Linked DNA regions of Mus musculus: regions 1, 2, 3, 5, 6 and 7 are each linked to region 4. Evidence: chromatin contacts called from public Hi-C and promoter capture Hi-C data. All regions are on one chromosome and are shown on one strand. Each heading gives the region's core, a stretch centred on a gene start, on an enhancer-like site or on the middle of the called end of the contact. The rest is flanking DNA. Distances are from core to core; before and after follow the strand shown.

What was found. Promoter capture Hi-C pulls out the DNA fragments that hold promoters and counts their contacts. Hi-C and Micro-C count contacts between places; a contact is called where the count stands out from the background.
Region 1: a promoter capture Hi-C map of pre-B cells shows a contact between it and region 4. The contact joins the promoter of Prkra here to the promoter of Dnajc10 in region 4. A contact is called at or near these places in 2 of 39 promoter capture datasets (liver and pre-B cells).
Region 2: a contact with region 4 is called in a Hi-C map of CD4 T cells, with 3 times the contacts expected there. The contact joins the promoter of Timm10 here to the promoter of Dnajc10 in region 4.
Region 3: a contact with region 4 is called in a promoter capture Hi-C map of pre-B cells, with 2.4 times the contacts expected there. The contact joins the promoter of Zdhhc5 here to the promoter of Dnajc10 in region 4. A contact is called at or near these places in 2 of 39 promoter capture datasets (cranial neural crest and pre-B cells) and 1 of 484 Hi-C or Micro-C datasets (CD4 T cells).
Region 5: a contact with region 4 is called in a promoter capture Hi-C map of liver, with 3 times the contacts expected there. The contact joins the promoter of Ssrp1 here to the promoter of Dnajc10 in region 4. A contact is called at or near these places in 2 of 39 promoter capture datasets (liver and pre-B cells) and 3 of 484 Hi-C or Micro-C datasets (CD4 T cells and CD8 T cells).
Region 6: a contact with region 4 is called in a promoter capture Hi-C map of pre-B cells. The contact joins the promoter of Calcrl here to the promoter of Dnajc10 in region 4. A contact is called at or near these places in 1 of 39 promoter capture datasets (pre-B cells) and 1 of 484 Hi-C or Micro-C datasets (B cells).
Region 7: a promoter capture Hi-C map of pre-B cells shows a contact between it and region 4. The contact joins the promoter of Rbm45 here to the promoter of Dnajc10 in region 4. A contact is called at or near these places in 2 of 39 promoter capture datasets (liver and pre-B cells) and 1 of 484 Hi-C or Micro-C datasets (CD4 T cells).

The regions. Positions count from the first base shown.
Region 1 is chr2:76,646,259-76,649,814 of GRCm38.p6, forward strand. Prkra (protein kinase, interferon inducible double stranded RNA dependent activator) reads right to left here and starts at 1,769. Exons shown (of 8, transcript NM_011871.3): 1 at 1,534-1,769; 2 at 867-1,036. The coding sequence starts at 1,598.
Region 2 is chr2:84,825,364-84,829,218 of GRCm38.p6, forward strand. It overlaps Timm10 (translocase of inner mitochondrial membrane 10), which reads left to right and starts at 1,658. Exons shown (of 3, transcript NM_013899.2): 1 at 1,658-1,784; 2 at 2,236-2,350. The coding sequence starts at 2,280. It also overlaps a transcript of Smtnl1 not described here.
Region 3 is chr2:84,713,292-84,716,867 of GRCm38.p6, forward strand. It overlaps Zdhhc5 (zinc finger, DHHC domain containing 5), which reads right to left and starts at 1,873. Exons shown (of 12, transcript NM_144887.4): 1 at 1,692-1,873.
Region 4 is chr2:80,313,270-80,316,744 of GRCm38.p6, forward strand. Dnajc10 (DnaJ heat shock protein family (Hsp40) member C10) reads left to right here and starts at 2,197. Exons shown (of 23, transcript NM_024181.2): 1 at 2,197-2,536.
Region 5 is chr2:85,035,769-85,039,218 of GRCm38.p6, forward strand. It overlaps Ssrp1 (structure specific recognition protein 1), which reads left to right and starts at 1,352. Exons shown (of 17, transcript NM_182990.4): 1 at 1,352-1,560; 2 at 2,026-2,201; 3 at 2,585-2,770. The coding sequence starts at 2,148. P2rx3 (purinergic receptor P2X, ligand-gated ion channel, 3) reads right to left here and starts at 66. Exons shown (of 12, transcript NM_145526.2): 1 at 1-66.
Region 6 is chr2:84,423,065-84,426,554 of GRCm38.p6, forward strand. It overlaps Calcrl (calcitonin receptor-like), which reads right to left and starts at 2,202. Exons shown (of 16, transcript NM_018782.2): 1 at 2,006-2,202.
Region 7 is chr2:76,368,005-76,371,474 of GRCm38.p6, forward strand. Rbm45 (RNA binding motif protein 45) reads left to right here and starts at 1,980. Exons shown (of 10, transcript NM_153405.2): 1 at 1,980-2,424. The coding sequence starts at 2,125.

The sequences.
Region 1 (3,556 bases), core at 519-3,018, 3.7 Mb before region 4:
ATAAATATAGGCAACCTCAGGTCCCCATATTTGAATATATGATATGCTCAGACTAGCAGACAGTGGAACTTTAGCTTTTTCTAATTTTTCTTTGTATATTTACAAATTAAACTATTTAACAATTTTTATGCTTTCAGCTAAATAGGTATGTAGGAAAATAATGTCCACGTTTACAAATGGCAACTCTGGTAACCATTTTCTCAGGCTTAGACTAAAAGAAGGCATTAATCTGAACTTTAAAACTTCATTGGTGTGTGACCTTGGGCATGTAGCTTATGAAAAGGTTTTTAAAGTTGCCACTTCATGAATAAAAAGAGGAAACAATTTTATACAAAATACTTATATAGTATTTAGAACTAGAAGCTACTGTGCGCTGCAGCTTGAAGGAATACAGTATGGGAGTCTTCTATGTTTCCCTGATTTTTCATGGACACACACTCAAGCGTGGTAGGTACCAAGAATCCGAAGTTCCAGATGTGTCCATAAAAAGGGAAACTCGGAAAATTCTGACGGCGTGGCTACTAGCCTCTGCGCTGGTAACTTTGTAACTTTGAAAGGCGATAGCACCCACGGACTTGGCTATCGGAGCTCCAAGAATATTTCCAGTTTTTAATTCTTAAGAGGAACTTTAGCCGGCTCCCCAGGTACTGGAAAGTGTGCAGGATGCTGGGAGTGTCTGAGCTTCCTTACATCTTAGCGAGACAGAACTAGGGAGCGAAACAAATGAAGTTGATCCTGGAGTCTCTTGTCTTCAGAGTACACTCCCACAGCCATCTTAATTAAAAGGGCGCTTTTCCTTACTGAAAAGCAACATAGAATCAGGGCCTCCAATCCACATGGTCATGGGGAATTAACTGCATACAGACCTGTGCAAGTTATGTCACCAACGGTTACTCTGAAGGTGAAAGTGGGCACGTGTACTTGCACATCGGATCTTTCACATTCATAAACTGGAATGTTCTTGGTCTTCATGCCGTACTCGTGCAATACCTGAATCGGTGTTTTCCCAGGCTTAGCTGTTATCATCTTGCCCAAACTGCAAAAACCAGAAAAAAACGTAGGCATTGCACGTCAAAGCTGAAAGGGAAGCAAAAGCATCCACTTCTCAGTTTTGACAGTCACAAATGGTGACAAAAAGGTTCTGCAGCTCCCCAGCGGCCAGGATCAGTGGCAAGGCCTGGGCGAGCACCTGTCCCCGGGTGCTGCAGCCCATGGAGGAGAGTGGAGAGGTCTGTACAGAGAACTTGAGAGCGGTGGGAGGGATGCTGAAAGAAATCGGGTGGGCTTGGACTAGGCAGCTAGACACCCGGGTCTGCGCCTCAACACTGATCAAGTCCTCCCGATCGGCTAGCTGCCTAGGGTCACTAGAGGGGCGGGGCGCGCAGCAGACCCCCAGGGCCCGGAGGGCGGGCCCAGCGCCACGCCGGGAGAGGGGGGAGCTTTACCCAGAATGCTGCCCGACAGCCGGCTCCCTGCCCCTGCCCCGCTGCCCACCCGTCTTGGGCCTTGAGGCCTCGACGGCCCGGCGCTGACCTGAAGGTCCCGCTGTCCTCGCGCTGCAGCGGCGGGGCCTCGGCACGATGCCTGCTATGGGACATGGCGAGAAGGGACGGCTGGCCACAGCAATCAAGAGAAGTGTGGATCTGGGTCCTCCCTCTCCACGTCGGCCAGTTCCCGAGAGGAGCGTGCCCGCGCTGCCGCTTGGACGCCCCTCGAATCGCTGCCTGCCTCCCTCCAGCTAAGGGACAGGAGGAGAAGGAAGGAGAGGCGGGGCCTCGGCGCGGAAGAGCCGGCCACACCCCCTCTCTGCCCAGCCTCTCTGCCCCGCCCCTCTCTGCCATGCTCAGCCCCTCGATGTTCTTGCTCCACTTTGCCACAGTGCTCAGCCCTTTCCCGTTCCTCGGGCTCCGCCCTCTCTGCCAAGTTTCTGTCCTTCCCAGCTACCGCCCGCTCTCTAGTTGGGTTCCCAGAGCTTCTCAGAGCCCGGCCCCGCCCCTCCTGCGACCTGGCTCCGCCCTCTCTGCCAGTCCGGGCTCTTCCCAGCCTCTGCAGGCGCCTCCCCCCACCCCCCGTTCCGCTTCCAAAGCTTCTGAGCGCCCGGCCCCGCCCCTCACCCTTCTAGGCCCCGCCTCCATTGCATGTCCCGGCTCTTCCCGGCTCCTGCCTGCACCCCGCTTCGGTTCCCCGAGTTTCCCCTCCCGCCTTTAGTGGTGCAGAGAGCCTCAGTCCTTTGTCCTTAAAGGGAGGTGGCTTCCTTCTCAGCGAGAAAGCTAGTAGTAGGCTACGAGCCTAGCATGTTTGAGGAGCAAGGAAAAAAGATTAAGGGTTGGACTACTTTAAGAAAGATTTAAAAATTCGAATGGTAAATTACTAAGAAAATTGTGGATCTTGGCCCCGAAACTTGAGACCCGAGAGCGTCAGCTAAGGGGCAGCCAGTGGCTTTAAGAGCCCTGGATCCCTGGGCCCGCTGCTGTCTGGCGGGCCCGCTGCTGTCTGGCGGACTCTTGTGACCTGCTTAGGATAGTGGTTTTCATTCTTCCTAATGCTGTGACCCTTTAATTCAGTTCCTCATGTCGTGGTGACAACCCCTTCTCCCCCTCGCCAACTATAATATTATTTCTTGCTACTTCATATCTGTAGTTTTGCTACTATAATGCAACCCCAGGGGACTTGCAACCCACAGGTTTAGAACCTCTGCTTTGGGAACATGTGGGATCCCCAAAGAGATGCTGGAGGTGGAGTGCATAGCAAGGATATTTAGACCAGTTTCCAGGATTGCTCTTCCGGTTGACCTGTGCAATGGAGAGTGATGACGTTAACCTGGAACGCTCCACCTACAGAGTATGTTGTGGGTGTGTTAGCGCTTCAGAGCGTCTTAGAATTTGTGAACTATTTGCACAATGGCTCCTGTGTTTACTTAATGCTCTAGAATTGAATTCTAGAAATATTCTTACTGAGAGACTCCTAAAAGGTTTTTTTGTTTGCTTGTTTGTTTGTTTGTTTGTTTGTTTTTTAATGGAAGTTTTAGGTTGATGTACAAAAGTATTTGGTTCTGTGATGGAAATTTGTTTTGGTTGTATGAGAGCCCAAACACTTGGAAGCAAGGAAAAAATATCCGGAATTGAACCAAATTGAATTCTACTGGGGCTTAGGTTAAGCCTATTCTCGCTTTTATTTCTGTATAATATACACGGGTTACAATCCAATAATGCTATTACACTTATGTGTTAATGAATATCGTATTGTAACAACCACAGAGACACTCAAAATATATCAACCACCTATGGCCAGACAGTATAGGTTTGTTTCTAGAATTTAATTTAATGGATTCACAAAATTTCCTTGAAAATAAGCCAAAACTTTATGTAACTATTTTATAGGTAGAGTAATTGGATAGCAATGAGCAACAAAAAGGAGGTAAAATTCAGCAGGACTCTTATCAGTTGATGTAGTCTGAGCTATTAGTTTCAGAGTTAGAACCTTCCATAGTAGTTTTTAATATGTAATGTAATAGTAACTAAAAAGCCTTCAAGACCCTATAGAGATCTGCACCCAA
Region 2 (3,855 bases), core at 408-2,907, 4.5 Mb after region 4:
TTCTGTGTGTCTTGGCTATGGACATGCTATGACCAGTTGCCTCCCATTCCTGCCACAATGCCTTCCTTGACGCAGTGGAATAGAGTGAACCAAAAGCCAAGGTAAGCCATTTGTCCTATAGTTTGCTCTTCTCAGGGGATGGATCACATCATGGAGAGAAGCAGTGCAGGGTCTTATAAGCTATTGAGAAGACTTTGGCTTTCTCCATGATGAGAAACTACTGCAGCATCTAGGGGGTGAGTGACATGATCCAGTTGTAGGGTTTTTTTTTGTTTGTTTGTTTGTTTGTTTGTTTTTTACATCACTCTGGTTGCTGCGAGAATCAGTTGTCCTTTGACCTCCTTTGATCCTACCATGGGCTCCTCCTCCTCCTTCTTCAATATATTTATTTTCTGTATCTATGAGTACACTGTAGCTCTGACACACCAGAAGAGGCACTGGATTCCATTACAGATGGTTGTGAGTCACCTTGTGGTTGCTGGGAATTGAACTCAAGACCTCTGGAACAGCAGTCAGTACTCTTAGCCACTGAGCCATCTCTCCAGCCCAAGGACACATGTTCTTATAAATAAATTTAAATTTAAAAATAGTATATCAAATGACCTGTGTAGTTCAGTTGTGGAGGGTTTGCATGAGACCCTGGATTCAACCTTCAGCACTGTGGAAGAGAGATGAAAAAAACATCACTATTAGCTGAGAATGTGAAAATAGCACTTTGGGAAAAAGACTTCATCTGCTAAAGATAATAGATCAAGAAAATGTGACTAAATAGTAAGAATTATTAAATCTTGGGGATAGATTCAATGACGTTCATTAGACTGTGTTCTGTGTTGTGAATTTGCCCTAATAAAATTTTAAAGGGATAAACCCAATGCTTTTTATTATTACATTTATTTATTTACTTACTTTATTTATTGTGCATGTGTAGGGCTATAATAAAGAAGTGCAGTAAAACATGTTGCAGCACTGGGGCAGTTGATAGAGTGCTTGCCTAAGCATGTGGTCCTGTTTTCATCCCAACATTGCAAAAGTCAGGCATAATGGCGCTTATCTGTAGCCGAAGCACTAGTGAGGTGGAGGCAGGTTCGTAAGTTCTAGGTCATCTTCGGCTACACCGCAAATTAGAGAGCAGCCTAGGTTCCATGGGACCCTGCCTCAAAAGCAAATAAAGACAATCTCTATACATGTTTCTTTTTTTCTGCGAGCAGCGATCGTGTATCTTCTCTGCAACTCCACTAGTTAATGTTGCACACTGCTCCCCGGGATTCTGATTTCAGGGGTATGAGGTAACGTCTGGGCGCTGAGGTGTTTTTTTTTTTTTTTTTTTTTTTTTTTTAAAGTGCTCCAGGTGTTTTAACATGCAAAATTGACAGGCTCCTTTGGGAAACGTTCTCCTTTCTTCACATAAGATCCGTCTGCGCTCTGGCGTGGGCTCTCCATGGTGGGTTCAGGGAGCCAAGCTTCTTCCACACTGCAAACGCTCAGGCGTCTCCCGGACAACCGGAGGGATGGAATGCTAACAAGGCTGCCGGCGCTCTGCCACTCACTCAGCATTCTATGGTACTTTGGAGTCCACTCTAGCAAATTAAGGTCGGTTTCTCTATGGTAGCCGGTTTCCCAGCGCAGCCTGGTCGGCGTTTTCTTCCGGATCAAAGAAGAGGCTAGACTTCCTTCCGGAAGTGACCCACGTGCTTCTTATTTCGCCTGCCTTGGTACCCGGTAACTTTTTACTATTGACCCGAAGTTGGGGACGTTGCGGGAGCTGTGACCTGCCCCAGGCCGTGGTGAGTGGGCCGTGGTGTCTGATACCCAGGGTAACCCTGATTCCTGATTATGCCATTGCCGTGACAGAGGCTCAGCCTTTAGACCCACCCCGGGAACCTAGGCTGTGGTTAGGGTCACATTCTCGGGGCTGCATGGGTTCAGACCCACGGTTTTGTGTGTTCCGTCCCAACTGTCAATCCTCTGGCTCTAGGAGTGATCTCGAGGTACTAAGAGGGCTCGGTTTCCATCCCCGAGCCCCATGACATCGCGAGTGACCTTGAGCTGGACACTGTCCTCTTTAAGGGCCTCATCTCCACTTCTGTTAAGAGGGCTGATTACGTTTACTGAGCGGGGTATTGGTCCCCGCTGGTCTGAAACACTGTAATTCCTCGCGCCCTCCAGCCCCCCCGGGGGGGTGGTACTAGGGTGAACCGGGAGGGATCGATGCTGACTGATCATGTCCGCTCCTAGGACTAAAGACCAGGAGGCTATTCTCTCCACGGTGCTAAGTTGACATGGATCCGCTCAGAGCCCAGCAGCTGGCTGCGGAGCTGGAGGTGGAGATGATGGCTGACATGTACAACAGGTAAAGAGAAGCACTCGGCTTCACCTTGTCTAGGAAAACTCGCCCTAGTCACCCCTAGCCCGACAGAGTGAAGCACTTGTAACGAATGCTTTCGATAAGGTAGTGGAGCCAAGTCCCGCCCTCCTAATCCCGCCCCACCCTCACCGCGTGCTTCGCTGAAGTAAATACAGGTCACTGGAAGGACTTGGTTGGCTATTTGGAGGGAATAAAAGGGGTGTATGATGGAGAATCTCCTGCCCAGGCTCTGCTGAGTATCAAGAACATATAAGCACTTTCTCTTCTCTTCTCTTCTCTTCTCTTCTCTTCTCTTCTCTTCTCTTCTCTTCTCTTCTCTTCTCTTCTCTTCTCTTCTCTCCTCGTTTCCATCTTTCTTTCTCCTTAGATAGCCCATTTACCCTTGTTTATGTAGTTTATGTATTTTGTGTTTGTTTATGAATGCCAACATGCATGCCATAGCGCCACACATGTGGAGGTCAGAGGGCAGCTTAATAGGATCTCATCTTGGATTGAACTCAAATCTTCTGGTTTGGCAGCAAGTGCCTTTGCCGCCTAAGCCTTCTGAACAGCCATTTAGTAATGAATAGTATTTAGTTGCTAATATTTATTAATGTTTTTCTTCCTTTTTGGGGGGGATGGAGTGGATGTTGTTTTGTTCTTGTTTTTCACGATGGGGCTTCTCTGTGTTGCCTTGGTTGTCAGCTTAATCTGTATAGACCAGGCTGGCCTCACTCTCAGAGATCCACCTGTCTCATTCTCTTGGGTGCTGGGATTAAAGGTGTGCACACTCGGCCTAAATTATACTTTAACTCTGTGTTAGGCATTTGCAAAGCATTTTATATATATTATCACTTTAAATTTATTTATTTGTTTGTTTACTTGTTTTCTGTGTATGGATGTTTTGCTTGCATGCCCGCAGAGGCCAGTAGAGGGCATCATATCTCCAGGAACTGGAGTCAAAGATAGTTGTGGGCTACCGTGTGGGTGCTGGGAACCTAACCTAGGTCCTCTGCAAGAGCAGTCAGTTCTCTTAACCACTTTCCAGGCCCCCATTATCAGTTTTGTAAATAGTTAAAAATAATTCAAAGGGAGAAGGGGATATAATAACGTAGGATTTTTGTCTAGAATGCAGGATGCCCTTGGTTTGATCTTGACATGGTGCCTATAATTTCAGCAGTTAGAGGCCAGAGACTAAATAGTTCAGGATCATTCTTGGCTATATAGTGGGTTCAAAACCAGCCTGGGATAGATGAGACCAGTCTCAAAAGAAAGAAAGGGAAGAAAGAAAGAAAATCAGTGGGTTAATTTTATTAGTACTATTTTAACACAGGGGAATTGAGGTGTCAAGGGGTTTAATAATCTCAGGGGCTGTAGCTGGTCAGTAGCAATGTCAGGACCAGAACTTCAGCCTGACTTCAAACTACTGCTTGTAGCCGTTTGGAAACATCTTGCTGCACCATCAGCAGCTGAGTGTCTTTAGGCTGAATGTCATAACTGGTTACTCATCA
Region 3 (3,576 bases), core at 623-3,122, 4.4 Mb after region 4:
TTACCTAACTATTACGTAAAGTGAATCCTATACTATTGCAGGTCACATTTACTACAGGACGAAAGCCACACAGACTAATTCTGCCACGGTACAGTACATGCAATTATGGAACCGCATACTGAAATATAAATGAGACCATCGTCTGAAATGTTAAGATAGATATTAGAAGGGACAAGATAAAATAATTTATTGGGTATAAATATCAACACACCAAGTCTTATCAAAGGAATGTGGTGCAGAAAGAGAAGGGACGAAACCGGAAAGGCGAGTGTGGTTCATCAGTCACAAGCTGGTGTATCCACAACAGTATCACTAAAGTGGACAAGAATGTTCGTGACACATGCTGACTGAGGGGGAAAAAAATCACTGAGTGAAAATATGTATGTATAAAACAAACAATACAGAGCCAGGTGTGGTAGCTCTCGACCTCAATCCCAGCACTTGGGAGGCACAGGAAGTCAGAACTCTGAGTTAGAAATCAGCTTGGTCTTACAAAGTGAATTCCAGGGCAGCAACAGTTATGTACAGAGATCCTGTCTCAAAACAACAACAAACAATTCAAGATGTGTAGTTTGAAGACTTTCATAAGGTTTGATATAAGTAGTTCCTTTGGAGCAGTGCAGTGGACAGCACATGTATTATTTGTTAAAATAACCAAACCTTATAGCACAGAACACTAAATTTGAATATATAGAAATGGAGATGTCATATAGAAGAATGAATACATGCTATGAAGGAAAGATCCAAGAAGAAGTTTAAAAAGAGTATTATTACAGATCGACGTAGGTGCCCAAGTACCTGGCGATAGAATTCTTACAAACACTAGATGAATTTGTATGCATTCATGAGCACCGGACAGATCTGTCTGATACAAAGCAGGCTCACACTGGGATAAAAGGATGGAGATCTAACCTAAGATTATCCTGGACAAGATGGCATTAACCAGGAAGTAAACCCAAGAGGACAAAAATGGTCTGCAATGTAACATGTATCTATTCTACGACTACTTCTAATAACTTTAGTCACTTTCTTGTTTCTCGTTTTAGTGGTTTCATTTGGCCAACTGGTTAAGGAACTTTAAACTTCCCCAGGAATAGACGGCTAGTGATAAAATACTGTCAGATACATTCAAGCCCTACTTGTAAAATAAAGTACAAAGTACTAAAAGCATAAAAGCATGGAGCACCTGGCTGGTGGGGGGTAGGGAGAAGCAGCCGATGGATGGGAGAAAGAACAGGTAACCACAGGACGAAGCTCTAACCAAAATAAGGACCAGTGGAGTGTAGGGCGAGGGGCCTGAACCGCGGAGCGGTAAAAGGAGTACAGTCCCCGGCCGGCAGCTGGAGCAGTGGGAGTCATCACCGGGGGCAGGACTGACTACCCCTGGCCCAGAAAACACGGAATCCACCGCGCGCAGGGCCCGCCGGAGCTGAGAGAACCGCGGGCCGGGGAAGGAAGGGGCGGCGGCTCCGCAACTGGGCAGCCGGGCACCAACCGGGTCCAAGCCCCGGCGGGCGGCCGCGGCTCTCTTAGTCTGCGGGCGTCCGTTTCGGGGCCCGTACAGCCCGAGGAGGGGTAGGGCCTTAACCTCCTCCCCTCCGCGGTCCCCCTTCCCTAGAGGTCACTCTCCCCTCCCACCTCACTAGCCCAGCACTTCCGGTTCCGCAGGGGCCAGCGTCCCCGGTACTCACCCCCGGCGCGGCGCCCGTCACCGCCGCCGTCGTTGTCACCGCCGTCGTTGTCGCCGCCGCCTCCCAGCAGTGCCGTCTGGCCTCTGAGAGGCAGCGCGCGGCCCCCGCACGCTCCACGCCCGCCCCGCCGCCGCGCGCTCCCGACGGCCGACGCTCGCCTCTGTGCGGCCGGCGCGCGGCCGCTGCCCTCAGCCTCCGGTCTGTAGCCTCACGACGTTCCCATTGGCTCCCGGGCGCGGGCGCGGGCGCGGGCGACGTCTCTCGCGGGGCACGTTCTTCTCATTCATGCGGCTCGCGCCGCCGAGCCCGCCCCCGTTCACTCTTCCATTCACCCCCTAACCCCCGCCCCCACGGCGCTCTAGAGCGTGCGCGCGACCGCGGGCGACCGCGGCGACCTCGCCTTCTGATTGGCTGCAGGGGCACGGCGCCGCAAACACGTAGTGACACGGGAGCGCGCGCGCCTGGCCGTCGTGTCTGGCTGGATGGTCGGGAGAGGGGACATGGCGAACTGCGCCGGTTTGGGGACGAGGAACTGGTCTGGCGAGATCTTTCTCTTATTTTGTCCGCTTTCCCATTTGTAGTGTAGTCAAGAAAAACTTTTAAGCAAAAAAAATTCTACGTATGTACCGGAAGTGCTCAAAAACAAGCAGATGCCCTTTCTTAGTTCACCAGCCTCCTCCGAGTTGGCCTGGTACAGTCCTGAAAAGCATCTACGATAGCCAATCACCGTTAAGCCTTTCCGGCTTCCTTCCTTGCCTCTTCATTCATTGGTGTGAGGATTCGGTCGGGCAGCCCCTCCAACACACACACTTTTTTTTTTTTTTTTTTTCTTTAAGGACTGAAACTTTATTTAAAACAATCCGTTGGCGAAAGCGTCAGTGGGGTAAATTCTCAGACCGTGGCAGAATTCCTGAGTGGTGGTATGGCCTCACCTATGGAGGAAGGAGGCGCACGGCCCATTGAACAGTCTGAGGAGAGGGTTCTGTCCAAGGCTGGGTTAGATGAAGGAGCTCGGCTGCTATCCCTAGATTTACAGTGCTTGCCGATGGAGTGAAGCACTGGGAGTGCGCGGTGCGAGGCGTAGACACCTCCACGACTACACGAGGAATGGGCGCCCTGACCTCACCCAATTTGAGAAAGCAGGCTGAAAAGAAAAGTCTTTCTAGAATAGCTCCTGTCCCTGGCGAGCTGCTGGCTAACTCTCCGAAGATCGCGGCACTACATTTTGCCCTAATTAAGCCGAGACGGCTGTGGACCCGGTGGCTTTGCCATAGGGCTCTCCTCTTACAGCTTCAGGCCACCTCTCATTTGTAAAGGAGCTCTGTTACATAACAGCCCTTCAAAAAGATATCCCCGAGCCGCTTCCCTGAAGCGAAGGTCTCGTTCAGGGTTATTTCCAAGTCCTGTCATTGTTTCCTTGACTTCACTTCAAATGTTACTGATTTAACTTTGACACTTCAGCCTTAGGCATCCAGTTAAAGAAAAGAAAAAAAAAAATCTACCCTTTTTTCTTTAGACTCTAGTCTTATCCCTTATCATTTTTACTACTGGCTTAAATGCAGCGTTTATTGGAACCGTTACGAGCATACATGTTTTAAGGAGTGGAACTTTATTTTGAAAAATCCGTTGGCGAAGACGTCTGTGGGGTAAATTCTCAGACCATGGCAGAATGGTGGTATGGCCTGGGCTGTGGCTCACACATCACACATGGAGGAAGTAGGTAGCACGGCCAATAGAGCGGTCTAAGGAGAGAATTTTTAAAAATCTTCAGCATTATGAATAATTTTAAAGTATTATTTGGAGGTACAACATTTACCCTATCAAGTATATTCTGCCTATAAAATAATGTTTCCTTAAGATGGGTCAAATTTCATTTATTTCTCTA
Region 4 (3,475 bases), core at 947-3,446:
TTATAAAACAGGAATCTATGAATCCACAAAAATACAATAAATAAATCGAAAGCTTAACAAGAAGAATTTATTTCTCCAAGTAGCTCCCTACAAAGGACATCTTATTAAAAGTAAAATGTAACTTACATGGAAAAAAATCACAAAAATCCTCCTATTCAAGTTATTTACCACTACCAACAATGGGAGAAACAAAAATTTGAGACCATCAGATAAGACAGTGAGAATACAATGCCATTTGTTACATGTCTGTCAAATGAACACAACTAAATCAAATCATGAAGAATCCTCAGTCACATAAAAATAGGATCTATCTATAGTATCTATAACACAACTGGCCTGAATTCTATACAAGTTTAAGACCTTGAAATCTGGGAAAACTGGATAAACATTTCTCATTAAGGAAGTCTAAAACACGATTGTGCTAAACAGAAAAAAAGAAAAATAGCTCCTTACTAGATCCTCATACTGGGAAGTCTTACTGATAATTGGAAAAACCGGAATCTGACATTTGTGGACTAGACACTGATAATGTGTTCACAGAAACTTCCCATATTCGAAGGTTGTACTTTTAAAAGAAAGCATCCCATCTGTGAAAAAAACACACACTAGTTTTGGGGGGTGGGGGGGGTCATGGGAGAAGTCAACTTACTCCCAAACTTTTGAGAAAAACAATTTTTTTGTACTACAACATTTAATTCCTTGTAACTTTAAGATCATTTCAAATTAAGCAAAGTCATCCTTACATAAAACATTTCATCACTTAAAACTCTTCTTCAGCTTCCCATTGAAAAGGGGGAGGACTTTTAAGTTTATTTTTAAAGATTTGTTTATTTTTATGCACATTGGTGTTCTGCCTACATGTCTGTGCAAGAGTGCCAGAGCCTCTGGAACTGCTGTTACAGATAGTTGTGGGCTGCCATGTGGGTGTTGGGAATTGAACTCTGTCTTCTGGAAGAGCAGCCAGTAATCTTAACCACTGAGCCATAAAACCTCTTAAAATGAGCTGAAAGCTGTTGGATGGTCGTTTCTACCTTTTGGTCTTACTGTGATCTGTGTTTCATATTTTTTCCTTCCTAATTACAGATATATTTGAATAACTAACAGGCTAATGTGTCCCTCTATCATCCAATTTATTAGGAGCAGAAAGTCTTTGCTCTTGTTACCCACCAGTACATATCCCAGAGAAGAGAAAATGTTTTACACACTGCTTTAAATTACTTGTGGCATGCTGCCTGTGTGTCTGTGTTTTCTCTGCTTTTCCTTTCCTAAGCATCTCCTTTGAATCCTCCCTTCAGGAGTTGCAAACTATGTAAGATGCAACTCCAGTCCTTTACAATAAAGCTTTAAGAAGCTTCCTTACCATCTAAAAATATAAGTTGAAATGTATTCACTATGGTAACAAAAACCTATTAGTTTCCACTTGATTCTTCAGTTCTCTGTTTTGCTTTTAGATTTTTTTCTAAGGAGTTTTGGATCACCGTGGCATAATGAACTAGGTTGTTTAAGTGTTAATCTTATTTTCCTCAATTTTTAGTTACCCATTTATTTTCCATTTTGACATGTGTATGATAATCAGCTGTATCTCCCGAGAATATTTTAGGGCTGAGTTAACGCGTGTGTACTTCGGCCAGTTCCTGGTACAGGTTAACAGCTGCTACTTCAGGCTCTTTCTGATATTTCTGCCTTTGTTCGTTATACTTCCGCTTCTTTCCTACAATATGTTGGTTTAGCAACAGGTCCTACAGCCATAAAATTATTAACTGACATCTGGTTAACTACCCAAAGACTCACTATCAATTTCTACTTATTTCAAATCACTACCACCAGCTTCCATCACTTCCTCTTTCAGGGACTTTAATGTGTCTACTTCAACGGTCAAAGTGTCATGACTCAAACACTGCAGTTTCTGTAACAAATCCAGTAAAGGAGAGGATCAGAAGGCAGATTCACAAATCCAGAAATCCTGTAGAACGCTTCATATTTGTTGATACATAAAAGTTGTAAACAATTTTATTTCTAGAAAACTTTAATTATTCTGTCCGGTCCCTGGCAACGGGGTCAATTCAGACAAGTTCTCCACTTTCTGCCAAATCTGCCCTTTCAAGGATACCCACCCTTTAACCAAACCTCCAGAGAGCCGGATCTCTCCACCCGGGTTTTCCCGTCGCCCTGGCAACGGGACCGGAAAAGGCGGGCTTCACACCCTTCCTTCCGCCAGCGGTTGACTACGGCCGCAAGATGCCTGTGGGCCGCGCTGCGGGATGCTTCCCTATCTCTGGCTAGGAGCGGGACCCGCAGCCACCGCCGCAGCCACACAGAAGGCCACGTCAGCCTCGGCGGTCCCACCCGTCCCTCCCTGCTGGCCACCCGTCGGCCTTCGCCCACGCCTTTCCCACAATGCCCCGCGCCAGGCCCCGCCCCGCCGGCGCGACGGGAGCGGCAGAATTGCTGCTGCGCGCGTTCGCAGGCAGCGTCCGGTCCTGCCGGGTCCGGAGCTCGGCGACCTGAGGATGGGGCAGTAGCTGAGGACGCCGAGGTGGGCGCGGGCCGGGCTCCACGCACTGCGGGGGCATCAGGGAGGGAGGACGCCAGACCCATCCCACCGCCTCGGTGCCCCCATTGCGCCGGGTTTTCACGGCCCCCTCCACCCCACCTCTGCGAGCCCCCTTCTGCTCGCACTTTCTAACTCGGGGTCTCTCTCCCTGGTCCGACCTGGGACCTCAAGGCGCACCCTTGCCAGCCCCGTACCCTCTGTCTTTCGCCTCTCCCCGATCCCGCTCTGGAGCGGTGGCAGCATCCCTCATTAACACTGCGTTTACCTGCAGCCTCACTGGCCCCAGGCTGTTCAGTTATTCCCAGGCTTTGCCTGAACCCACCCTAAGCCGAGGGACACCTTATCCCAAAGTCGCCTTTGTTGAGATTTGTTCTTCATTTGTTTTCCTTCCTGATGGTTGTCAGTCTGGGTATTTCTGTTTTACTGTCAGTATATTTTACAAAGGGCTATTAGGGGAGGCGGGTGAAAAAAGGGAGTTAGACGTGAGGTGAGGCCTGTTCCCAGGTAAGGAGAAATACTTAGAAACATATCCGGACTTAAGGGAAGAGAGCTGAAACTGAGGAGGTTAGGGAAGTTAGATCTTTTTTTTTTCCCCCAAAGCATTTGAAGATATTAAAGAGGACTAGTTTAGCTGTAAGGTTAAATGTTAGGGTTTTACCCTCAAGCAATGCCTGGTGCTCTTTGTTTTCCTAGTTTTTACTCCAGACAGGAGCTTTACAGTGAAATTGCATTGATTTGCAATTATTATAAAATATCTTCTCTTGGTGCTAACACTTTAGAGAACTTGTGTGGCCTGCTTTTTTAAGTTATCTATTTTTATACTGATGTTCTTAAACGGTTATGTAAAAAAGTACAACCCTCTTGGAAAAGCTTCATGCTTCCTTGTTTTTCCCTCGAAGGCATTCTCTACAAATGAGATTA
Region 5 (3,450 bases), core at 102-2,601, 4.7 Mb after region 4:
CAAGAACTCCACTCTTGAGTGTCTGTCGATTTCTATCTAATAGCACAAATAGGGAGAAAGGGTTCTTGACAGTTCTGTGTCTCCTGGGAGGAAGACACGCATTTCTTACCATCTCCTCCTCTCTGCCCTCCAGCATCTCATTATGTTGTCTAACTTGTTATGTTGCCATGTTTCAAATTCACAATCCTCCTGCCCCAGTCTTTGAGTGTTGTGATTACAGATTTGTAATACTACAAAGCGGAAAGTCGCTTATTTCTAACTCTAGTTGGTTGCAACTCTTCAAGTTGCACAGAAATTACTGAACTCCCTCTCTTTTTAAACCCCGAAGTTATTAAAATCTTTTGTTAGGGTATGTGCTCCTAAGAGGCTGGGCTATTTTAACGATCTTCAACAGTTTTGTCAGATCCTAGAAACGTGCTGCATTAATAGGTTTTCATTATGTCTTAAGCCCAGTTTGACTTAGCTAAATAGTGCTAGCAATGATAGTGGTTAAAGCCACAAGCACCGAATGACAAAACACATTTTTATCTATATCATATCCCAGGACTGAGTTAGCAAGTCAGTGCAGTGATATTTCAGGGAAACTGTGGGCTTATCCTGTCTTTGTGTAGGACATATGCTAGCAATCACTCTAAACCCTGAACCCTCATGATTATAAAAGGCTGATGTTAAAGAGTCTGTGTTCTAGGTTCCAGTTTTGATGGTAATGGACTGACACCCAGTCGCAAATCTTTTGTGGTCTCATTTTTCTCATCTGTAAAATGAGATAAACTCAAGCATCTCTGTCAGACCTGGCTTCAGATTTTGCAAGATGCACTCCGGTGCTATGTGAGGCCATCCGGGCTTCTGCCAACGTAGGCTGATGTGATTTCAAGTAAGTTCTAGCTCAAAGGTAAATCCGACACCACCACTTGAATTTAATGCAGCCATCTGCTAGGCTCTTCCTGAGAACCCACAAATTAGGGATATGGACAGGATAGTGTTGGGGGTAGGTGAACTCACTGCAGAAAGGATCTGATCTACTTGCCAGGGTACAGCTGGAAAGCAAGCACAATCGCCGACACCCGCATCTCCTTTGCAGCTAGTGGGGCTACACCTCTGTATTTTTCTTGTTCAACAGACTCCTTCCCAGATTATTTCACAGGAGGGAGGGGCGTGCATGATTCCAACAAACATACAAACCTGAACACCTAATAAAACCGCATAATTTCCCTTCGGAATCTAGTCTTTGAAGAGCAGCTTGTAACTTTCTAAAGAGTGTTCCCGTTTTCTAGTCAAGAATTCAGCCGCGTGGGATTCCATAGCAAGCCTCTCGCTTTAGCCGACCAGGGGGAGTGCCGACGCTCTAGGCGAATGTACCCGTTGGTCGGCCCGGATGATGCCGTTCTAGCCAAGTCTTCCTCTCTATGGTCCGTGCGCGACTTCCGGTGGCGGGACGCGGGGCTGCGCACGCGGGAAAAGCTTCCCCGGCATCCCTTCCCCCGCATCCCTACCCCCTCCCCTGCGTCCCCCTGCGCCCACCGCCCTCACTGTGCCGTCGCGAGGCTGCAGCTCTTAGAGGTGGGTGGTCGCGATCCCTGGGCCCCTGGTGTGCATGGGCCCCGCTCCCCCGCGGGACGATCGGAATGGATCGATCCGCGTTCAAATTCGCGGGCAATGGGCGAATCCATTTTAAAAGAAGGGGGAGAAACGTAGATTCACGCGGGGCCCCGGGGTGGTGGGGTCTCTGCGATCAGGACACTACCCTCTGAGCGGAGTTGAGGTGCGCTCTCTGAGCGGGTCTCAGGTTCCGCCGATTGTTGCCGTGCCTGTCCGTGGAACGTACCGAGAGGGTGTCGGGTTGGGGTGTAAGCGCCACTATAGGCCTGGTTCTGCACCTAGGGTCCTGGGCCTTGGCCTCAGGAGCCCTGCAGAACGGGTCAGTAAGATCCCCAGGCAGCAAAGAACTTGAGACATACCAGGTACATGGCTGAGCGGAGTAAGGTGGCGTTGTTTCTTGCTTATCAGTCTCCTTCCCGAATTCAGATTCCCACCCTGCTGGACATCTACACAACTAACCAGGAATTGGGGCACAGCATCCAGAGAAGGGTTCGTTTTCTCTGGTGCAGCCTAGGGCTGTGTGCTCAGGCCACCACGGGCAGGTGAACATGGCAGAGACATTGGAGTTCAACGACATCTTCCAGGAGGTGAAAGGGTCCATGGTGAGAATGGCTTGGGCAAAAGAAAGGCAGAGAGGGGGAAAGAGTTCGAATCTATGAACGAAAAGCTTAACTCTGACTACTTTTTTGGAAACAGTGTATCAGTGTGTCCCCCAAGCGAAAACGTGAGCAAAGTCTCAAAGAGTTGCAAGATGTTGAGTTTGTTGAGTTGTATTAGAAAACCAGGAAACTGGGGCCCTTACAGGGTTTCTGATGCCAGAGCCAAGCTTGCAGTCTAGACTTAATGTCTGTTGTGTCTTTTAACTTGATTTCACCACGACCGCTTTTCAATTGATACTCTGGCCATCCTGCATCCCATGGGTAAGGGGTAGAAAGGATCCACTACACACTACCCTGTTCTGATTTTGGGTCTGTATTTTGGGCAGAATGATGGGAGGCTTCGATTGAGCCGTCAGGGTATCATCTTTAAGAACAGCAAGACGGGCAAAGTGGACAACATCCAGGCTGGGGAGTTGACAGAAGGCATCTGGCGTCGGGTAGCATTAGGCCATGGGCTTAAACTGCTCACAAAGAATGGGCATGTCTACAAGTACGATGGCTTCCGCGAATCGGTGAGCGATCTTGTTCTGTGACCCACTTTCTTTGTAACTGCCTTGTCTTTTTTTATTTTTAATCTTCTAGAGACAGTTGGCGTTTCTCTGATAATCATGTTACTGCTCATTTGGGTTCCTCGAAGCAAGGCTGTTGGAGACTATTGAACAAAACAAACAAACAAAAAAAACAGTGTTGTGTATTCAGTACACGTGTCGTGTACCTGGACTCCAGGAGGTTTTCTACCATCTTAACTTATACCATGGTTTCCACTTGCTCCCTCTGTCCTGGCTCAGCATCTTAGCTTGGTGCTCTAGGATTTTGCTTTTCCATTTTGAGCTGCTTTTGAGTTACTTGGTTTTAATATTCACTTTCATCAAAAGATCACCTACACAAAGTTTAGAAACTCAGGTGATGCATGTATCTGGGAATTTAAGTTTCTTTACTACTCTTAGCCAGAGGCCCAGAAAAAAAGTTTTTGTGGTTATTGTTAAAAAATATTTTCAGGGTCTGGAGAGATGGCTCAGTGGTTAAGAGCACTGACTGCTCTTCCAGAGATCATGAGTTCAATTCCCAGCAACCACATGGTGGTTCACAACCATCTGTAATGGGATCTGATGCCCTCTTCTGGTGTGTCTGAAGACAGCTTCAGCGTACTCATATATAAAATAAATAATTTTATTTATTTATTTATTTATTT
Region 6 (3,490 bases), core at 952-3,451, 4.1 Mb after region 4:
GTGTTTTTAATTGATGTATTTAGAACTTGCCTAAGACTATACCCATTGATTTTTTTTGAAGCTACAAGGAAATATTGCTAGTTAGTTAAACTGATGTTGCAGATAAAAACATGGTTTGATTCTCAGACATTGTTTACTCATTTTAAAAGCCACACGTACTCTAGAAGGATACAAATTCCTATTTTAATGTTCTTGTTATTAACTCAGATAATTTCTTTGCCTAATGACCATCAATATTCATTGCCTGGCATTTTTCTGCTATAACTTTTGGTAATTAGGATTGTTTTAAATGATGCTACAAATATAGGTGAGAATATTAAAATAAATCATACAAGATGGTTATATGCTTTGAAACATTAATTCAATAAAAATCAGAAGAGTTTGTGGAGGTACTAATTTACAATAGTTTATTAATATAATACTTAATTTCAGAAAATCATCTGGCTTAGAATAATGCTTTTCAACTTCTGTTCCTATGAATGACACTGGGTTATTTAATGTGCTGATTTCGCTTCTTTCTCCAGTTATTTAATGACTATTTGTAACAAGTCCTATCTTAAACTCACCTTGTCTGTTTTTATACATCAGGGAACTCGGTAGTATAAATAAAAATAAAATAAAAACATAAATCAGCCGCAAAGCTTTTAAAAATTACAAGTGTACAAATTAATGTTTCAATTACATTGAAAAACATGTGGAAACTGAGCCAAAAATCACTGAGGAGTTACTCAGGATGAGTTTGTAATATTTTGTTTATTTGCCAGACTACTAGAAATTGAGCTCAGAATGCTAGCATTGAAAGGCATCTTGCAGCTTATATTTCACTTAAGTAAGAAAACGTAGAATTTAATAAATTATGCTAATAAGCACAATTTTAATCCAAAACTGATATCTCCCATTCCTTAGCAATAACCTGTGATGCCGCTCTGACAGCCACTTGTTAAGTAGGCACTAGCTCCTTAGATTCTCAGGACAGTCTGTACTGTGGCAAGAGAGACCTGCAGCTGCTTCATCTCAGCATCATAGCTGAAAATCTAATTTAATTCCTCTGCTTAATGAGCTAATCCACTTGCTTATCGTGCCTCTGTTTATGTATTTATGGAGACTCCTTTCACACTCTTCCCCCACAAGTTTCCAGTATAATTGAAGTAACACAACTCTAAGCTTAAGAGTTTAAAAACCATGAAGTAATGTAGAAATCACTACATTTTCTTAACCCTGGGCAGTTGTGGGGTTTATGGTTGGTTGGTTGTTGGTTGGGTTTTTTGTTTGTTTGTTTGTTTGTTTTGTCTTGTTTTTGTTTTCCCCTTACCTTATTTGTAAGACACCCATGATCTTAATACAGTGGAGACAATTCATGAACACCCCCCCCAAAAGAAAAAAACCCAATACAAACAACAACAAAAACAAAGGAAAACCAAAAATGGGGTATTTACACAAATCTAGCAACAAAGAACAATGAAAATTCCATTGGTTCCCTAGTTAGAGGTGTAAATGTCAAAAGAAGCGGAAAGCAAACAGAAGTCCAAGCCGGTGGCTTTTCTTCTTAATCCAACTTTGTGTTCAGCCACACAGGAAGACTCTGGAACCCCATAGTCTTCTGCCATCCCTTCCTTAGAATACTGATTATGTGGAAAATTTAAAGACCCTTCCTGGGGTGCAAATGTTTTCCAGCTGTCAGGACTTGAGCTGGTAGTACAACTAACTTTAAAAAGGCATTGTTTCCTGATTAAGGTATTTGTTCAGAAACTTGCCTTATAGCCCGCTCACATCGTTAATAATTGGTAAATTTATTTTCTAAAGTATCACTGTAAATACTCTTATGCACTAGTAGTACATTTTGTATGCATTCTGGAGTAAGACTCTCTAGTATCCCTTTGTAGACTAAATGAAGCGGTTTCAACATTATTTCAATGCCACTTACTAAATTCTTGTTAGAAACATTGTCATAATACTTAAGAATAGTGCTGAGAATACATACGTTTATTTTGAATAATACACTTACCTGGCACAGCTCCTAAGGAAATTCTGTGGGAATAGTCTCAGGAGGGAGTTTGATTTTCTGAGATACTGCACAAGAGTTTCCCGGAGGCGAGGTGTGGAAAGCTTTGCAATGTGGTCCTGCAGGCAGCGTGAGGTCCAGGCAACAGAGCCCGCCGGTCCTAAGGCAGAAGTGCACGCTGCGAAGAGAGGGCTTGTTCTGAGTAGATGGGGAGTGTTGTCAGATTGTAAGCGATCAGCAGCAGAAGGGAAACATCACAGCTTCCTGTTACATCACCCCGCCCCGCCTGCACTTAGTGTTAGGTTACTTTCTTTCTCAAATAGCTTACCCCAGGAAAGGAGCAGCAACTCCCTTCTCACTCTGACAAGAGCAAGAAGCAGCCTGAACAGACAGAGATCCTTTGCTGTATGAACACATTGTTACCAGCAAAAGCTGGCTGCCTTTCACCTAGACTGAGTTCTGTTAGAACTTGCTGCCTGGGATTTGAAGGCGATCTTGGTGTAAAAGAATCAAAGGAGTTAGGAGTGTGGGTGTGTGTCGAATTAAGGTTCACAGAACAACCAGGAACAATTTATCAGTCACATCTTTTTTTCTTAAATGTGCATGGAATTTTGAGCATCAGAATTACTAATTCGGACTCAATTTTGAGCACTAATATCTGATGCAACTCCACAACCAGTTTTGCATGAGAAGATGAACAGGCTTCGGGCTGTCCTTTCTAGGAGTTCCTGAGTTGTATGTCCTGTAAAGCCAGACTGTGTATAGAGTATGAAATCATTGTACATACTTTTAAATATCTGACATAATTATATCATTTTATATAATCTAAACATTATACTAGTTGTACCTCAAAATAACCTTCAAGGAAAGGTGGCTTTAGTTTAACATGATACTATGAAATAATTTCATACAATAAATGAACTTCAATTTAAAAAAAAGTTTTCCCTCTAAACATAATTATATCATAAAGTAAGAAATCATTGCGTATGATCAGGAAAAAAAGCCTATAAACCTGAAATATACTTGTTAGTTTTATATAATATGATAAATTATGAGATTTGGCAATAATCATAACTCCTGAAGCCAGACAGCACTAAAAGTCACATGATCTTTGCATCAAATGTCTCACGTATAAACTGGAAAGGATGGATAAAATAATATAATTTGTCTGTTTAAACTTTGAATCAACATATTTTATAACATTTAGAAAATGGCAAGTTCTAACTAGCTACTACAATCTTGCTGCTTCACCTTGGAGGAACAGACGAATAGCGAAGCTACTACAACCAAGTAGCAGATGAGGAGCTCAAAGTCCTAGCAGATGAGGAACCGCACTAAAGACACAGGGTGCAGAATCTCTGGATATCGTGTTCCTGAAAGACACCGCCATTTTTAAATGTTTCCTATCTTGATCCATGGAGGAGATTTATTGCAGAATCTTTAATTCTGTATATGGATATAGAATAGGATGCATCCGTTTAGAAATAT
Region 7 (3,470 bases), core at 730-3,229, 3.9 Mb before region 4:
CTTCCAGAGGACCCAGGTTCAACTCCCAGTACACACGTGGCAGCTCACAACCATCTGTAACTTCAGTTCCTGGGAATCCAATGCCTTCCTCTGACCTGCACGGATACTGCAGACACATGGGACACAGATGGTACATTTAGGCAAAACACTCATATCTATAAAATAGAGTTAAATAAAAATCTTTGGAAAAAAAATAAGGTCAATTGAATGAATGGATGACTTCACTAATTATGCCTGACACCTGCTCTATTTAGTATGTAACATTATTTCTACTCCGCAGTAGAGAATCTCACAAGAGTCAGTGATGGTTCTTTCTCCAGCCCTGAGTCTCTAGCTCCTGGCATGCATGACTGATGCACAATAAACATGGATGTGTTTGACTTCATAGATGGCCCGATCTTAGCAGCCTCGGTATGGGCATTTTAGGAGGTGCGTCCCTAGCCCAGCTCTGCGATTCCTGTGCTACTAAAGGCTAACCCAGTCCTTTGTCCTAAATGCCTGTTCACCTCATCACCAAGGTTCACTAATATGCCGTGGAAGCCAGTGGGCATTTCGCACTTTGCTTGGGCCCTCTAATTTCTCGTAGTTCTCAGATGTGCATCCATCACTCTCCCTGCTCGTGCATCTTGGATGGGCTGCGGTAGCTGCGTAGATCACACACACAGCTGCCTCTGGGCCTGGTTCTGTTACCTGTGCATCTTAACTTTGAGCCTCAGATTTCCTCATCTCTAAAAATAGGGATAAGGATTCCATGGTTGTAAAAGGCTCCTTTCAGCCATCAGACTCTATGGTTTTAACTCTTAGTATTCTATTGCTGCGAAGAGACACCATGACCACGGTAACTCTTATAAAGGAAAGCATTTCACTGGGGCTGGCTTACACTTTCAGAGGTTGAGTCCACCGTCATCATGGCGGGAAGGATAGCAGCAGGCAGAGATAATAGTGCTGGAGAAGCCGCTGGAAGTTCTACCTCCAGGTCCAAAGACAAGAGGGAAAGAAGGCACTGCTACTGAAACTCCCAAAGCTCAACCTCACACTTCCTACAAGGCCACACCCACTCTAACTAGGCCACACCCATCCTAACAAGGCCACGCCAAAACGGTGATGAAGACTGTGTTTTCACCAAAATTTCAGACAAACTCCCCCCAGGTCTTCTGCTTGACTAGATCCAACTTCCAGCTTTCTGTTCTAGGGGAATCTAATTGGAGGACAAATCCTGATAAGTCAGTTTCGCCATAATTCTTATCCTTGATGTCTGACTGCTGTTAATGTCTTTTTTTTTTTTTTTTTTTTTTTTTTTGGTTTTTCGAAACAGGGGTTCTCTGTATAGCCCTGGCTGTCCTGGAACTCACTTTGTAGACCAGGCTGGCCTCAAACTCAGAAATCCACCTGCTGCTGCATCCCAAGTGCTGGGATTAAAGGCGTGCGCCACCACTGCCCGGCTGTTAATGTTTTATTACTTATCAACTTATCACTTATCTACAGCCTAAGTTCTGGGAAGCAGATCTACTGAGAGTCTCTCTTACCCCGCGATCTTCAGTAATTGTCCTTATACTAACTCATATTGTACTGTCCTCCATTTATCTTACTGGAACCAAGTCCAGTCTCTCCCCCTTACTGCAAGACCCCAACGCAATGGTCCTTTGTACCTGTCTCTATGGACCATTTTGAGTGAAGCCTGCCTGCTTTTTGTATATTTTTGGTGTGGTGCTTTTGCTGACCTCAAATTTACTATGTAGCCCAGGAGGCCTCAAATGTAGCAATCTGATTACAGGCTTAGTAGAAGCCAGCTTTGGGAAGGCTTAAGAATCAGGCAGGTGGATCTTTTTAGCCACAGGGCAAAGTGGTTTGCATAAACCCATTCTTGGTTTTCCCTGGGACTGAAGATTTGAGATTGCTGAGTCCACCGTGGCACCAGGGGGCGCTGCAGAATGTTCCCGGAAGCCCGCAGACCTCACTGCGGGACGCACCTGCTTTCCGGCTCTCGGCTCTTCCGGAAGCGGAGCTGCTTACCGGCGTGGGGCGAGACGGGGAGCTGCCGGGAAGCGGCCGGGAAGCGGCCGAGAACCTGCCGGGTGAACAGGGCCTGCAGGGGGGCTGCGCCTGGGTCCCGCGTGGGGCGCCATGGACGACGCCGGCGGCTTGGGAGGCAGCGGAGGATTCCGCCCGGGCGTAGACAGCCTGGATGAGCCGCCCAACAGCCGCATTTTTCTAGTGATCAGCAAGCACACATCCGAATTGGTGCTGAGGGAGCGCTTCTCGCCCTTCGGAGACATCCAGGACATCTGGGTGGTGCGCGACAAGCACACTAAGGAGTCCAAGGGCGTGGCCTTCGTCAAGTTCGCGCGCAGCTCACAGGCCTGCCGGGCAATGGAGGAGATGCACGGACAGTGCCTGGGTCCCAGCGACACCAAGCCCATCAAGGTGCGGGGCTGAGGTGCCTGGTTTAGGGTGTGTGAGGTAGAGATGCCCAGGTTGGGGTGTTTGGGATATGGGTGCCCGGGGTTGAGGGTGCTCGCGAGGGTGACGGCGGTATGGGTTGGGGTCTCTCCCGCCCCTTTGCTGCGCCGGGGATGCTGTGCATCTGGTAGGAGAGGGGTTGGATTCTGCACGCACCGTGAGTGTGCCGAGGATGGCTTGGAGGAGCGGATCCCCGGCCTCTGGCCAAAGGAGCCTCTTACCCTGGGAACAGATTGGGTAGCCACATCCAAGGATAGCACAACTGTGGCTGACCTCGTAAGTCAGTCAACCTCCTGTCCCCGTCTTCCTGTCTATTGTGAAAACTTTTCTGAGCTTCCTCTCTCGAACACTGTAATTACCTTCGCGACTAGAAAATTTAGTTTTAGGGTTTTTTTTCCTCGTGTATTTTACTTTTACAAAGCTTGAAGGATCTCTTAAGTAAAAAAAAAATTACAGCACCATGCCTATAAACAGAAAATTATCAAAGTAAAAGTATTTTGTGACAAGCTATGCTATACTGGAAAGGGGCAAACCTAGAAAACGGTGCAAGGTGTGGGGGAATTCTGGTTTGGGTTTTGTAAGAATACCATTTACGAGTGTTCATGGACTGTGGGCTAGAGTGTCTCCAGCCCCTCTTCTATGCTGCACCTGGGCATGGGGAGGGGAGTTAGAGGGTAGTAGGGGCAGAGAAAGGCAGAGGGAGAGGAGGAGGGGGAGGGAAAGAAGAAGGAGCAGGAGGAAGAAGAAGAAGAGAGAAAGAAAAGGAAGAAGAAAGAAGAGGCCAGCCATGAGCACGTAGAGAAGGGGAAATAAATGGGGGCGGGGGGAGAGCAAGGGAGGAACGGGGTTAAAATTTTTGAGAACAAGGTGTGTGCTAGGTCATTCATGTGCGCTATATAGATACAGTCATTAATCAGGGGACTTTATAAGCTCTTTAGGCTCGAAAATTTAGAAATTTGTGATCTGATGGTATCCCCGCTCTTATTTATCCAAGGTTCCCCTTTTATCTA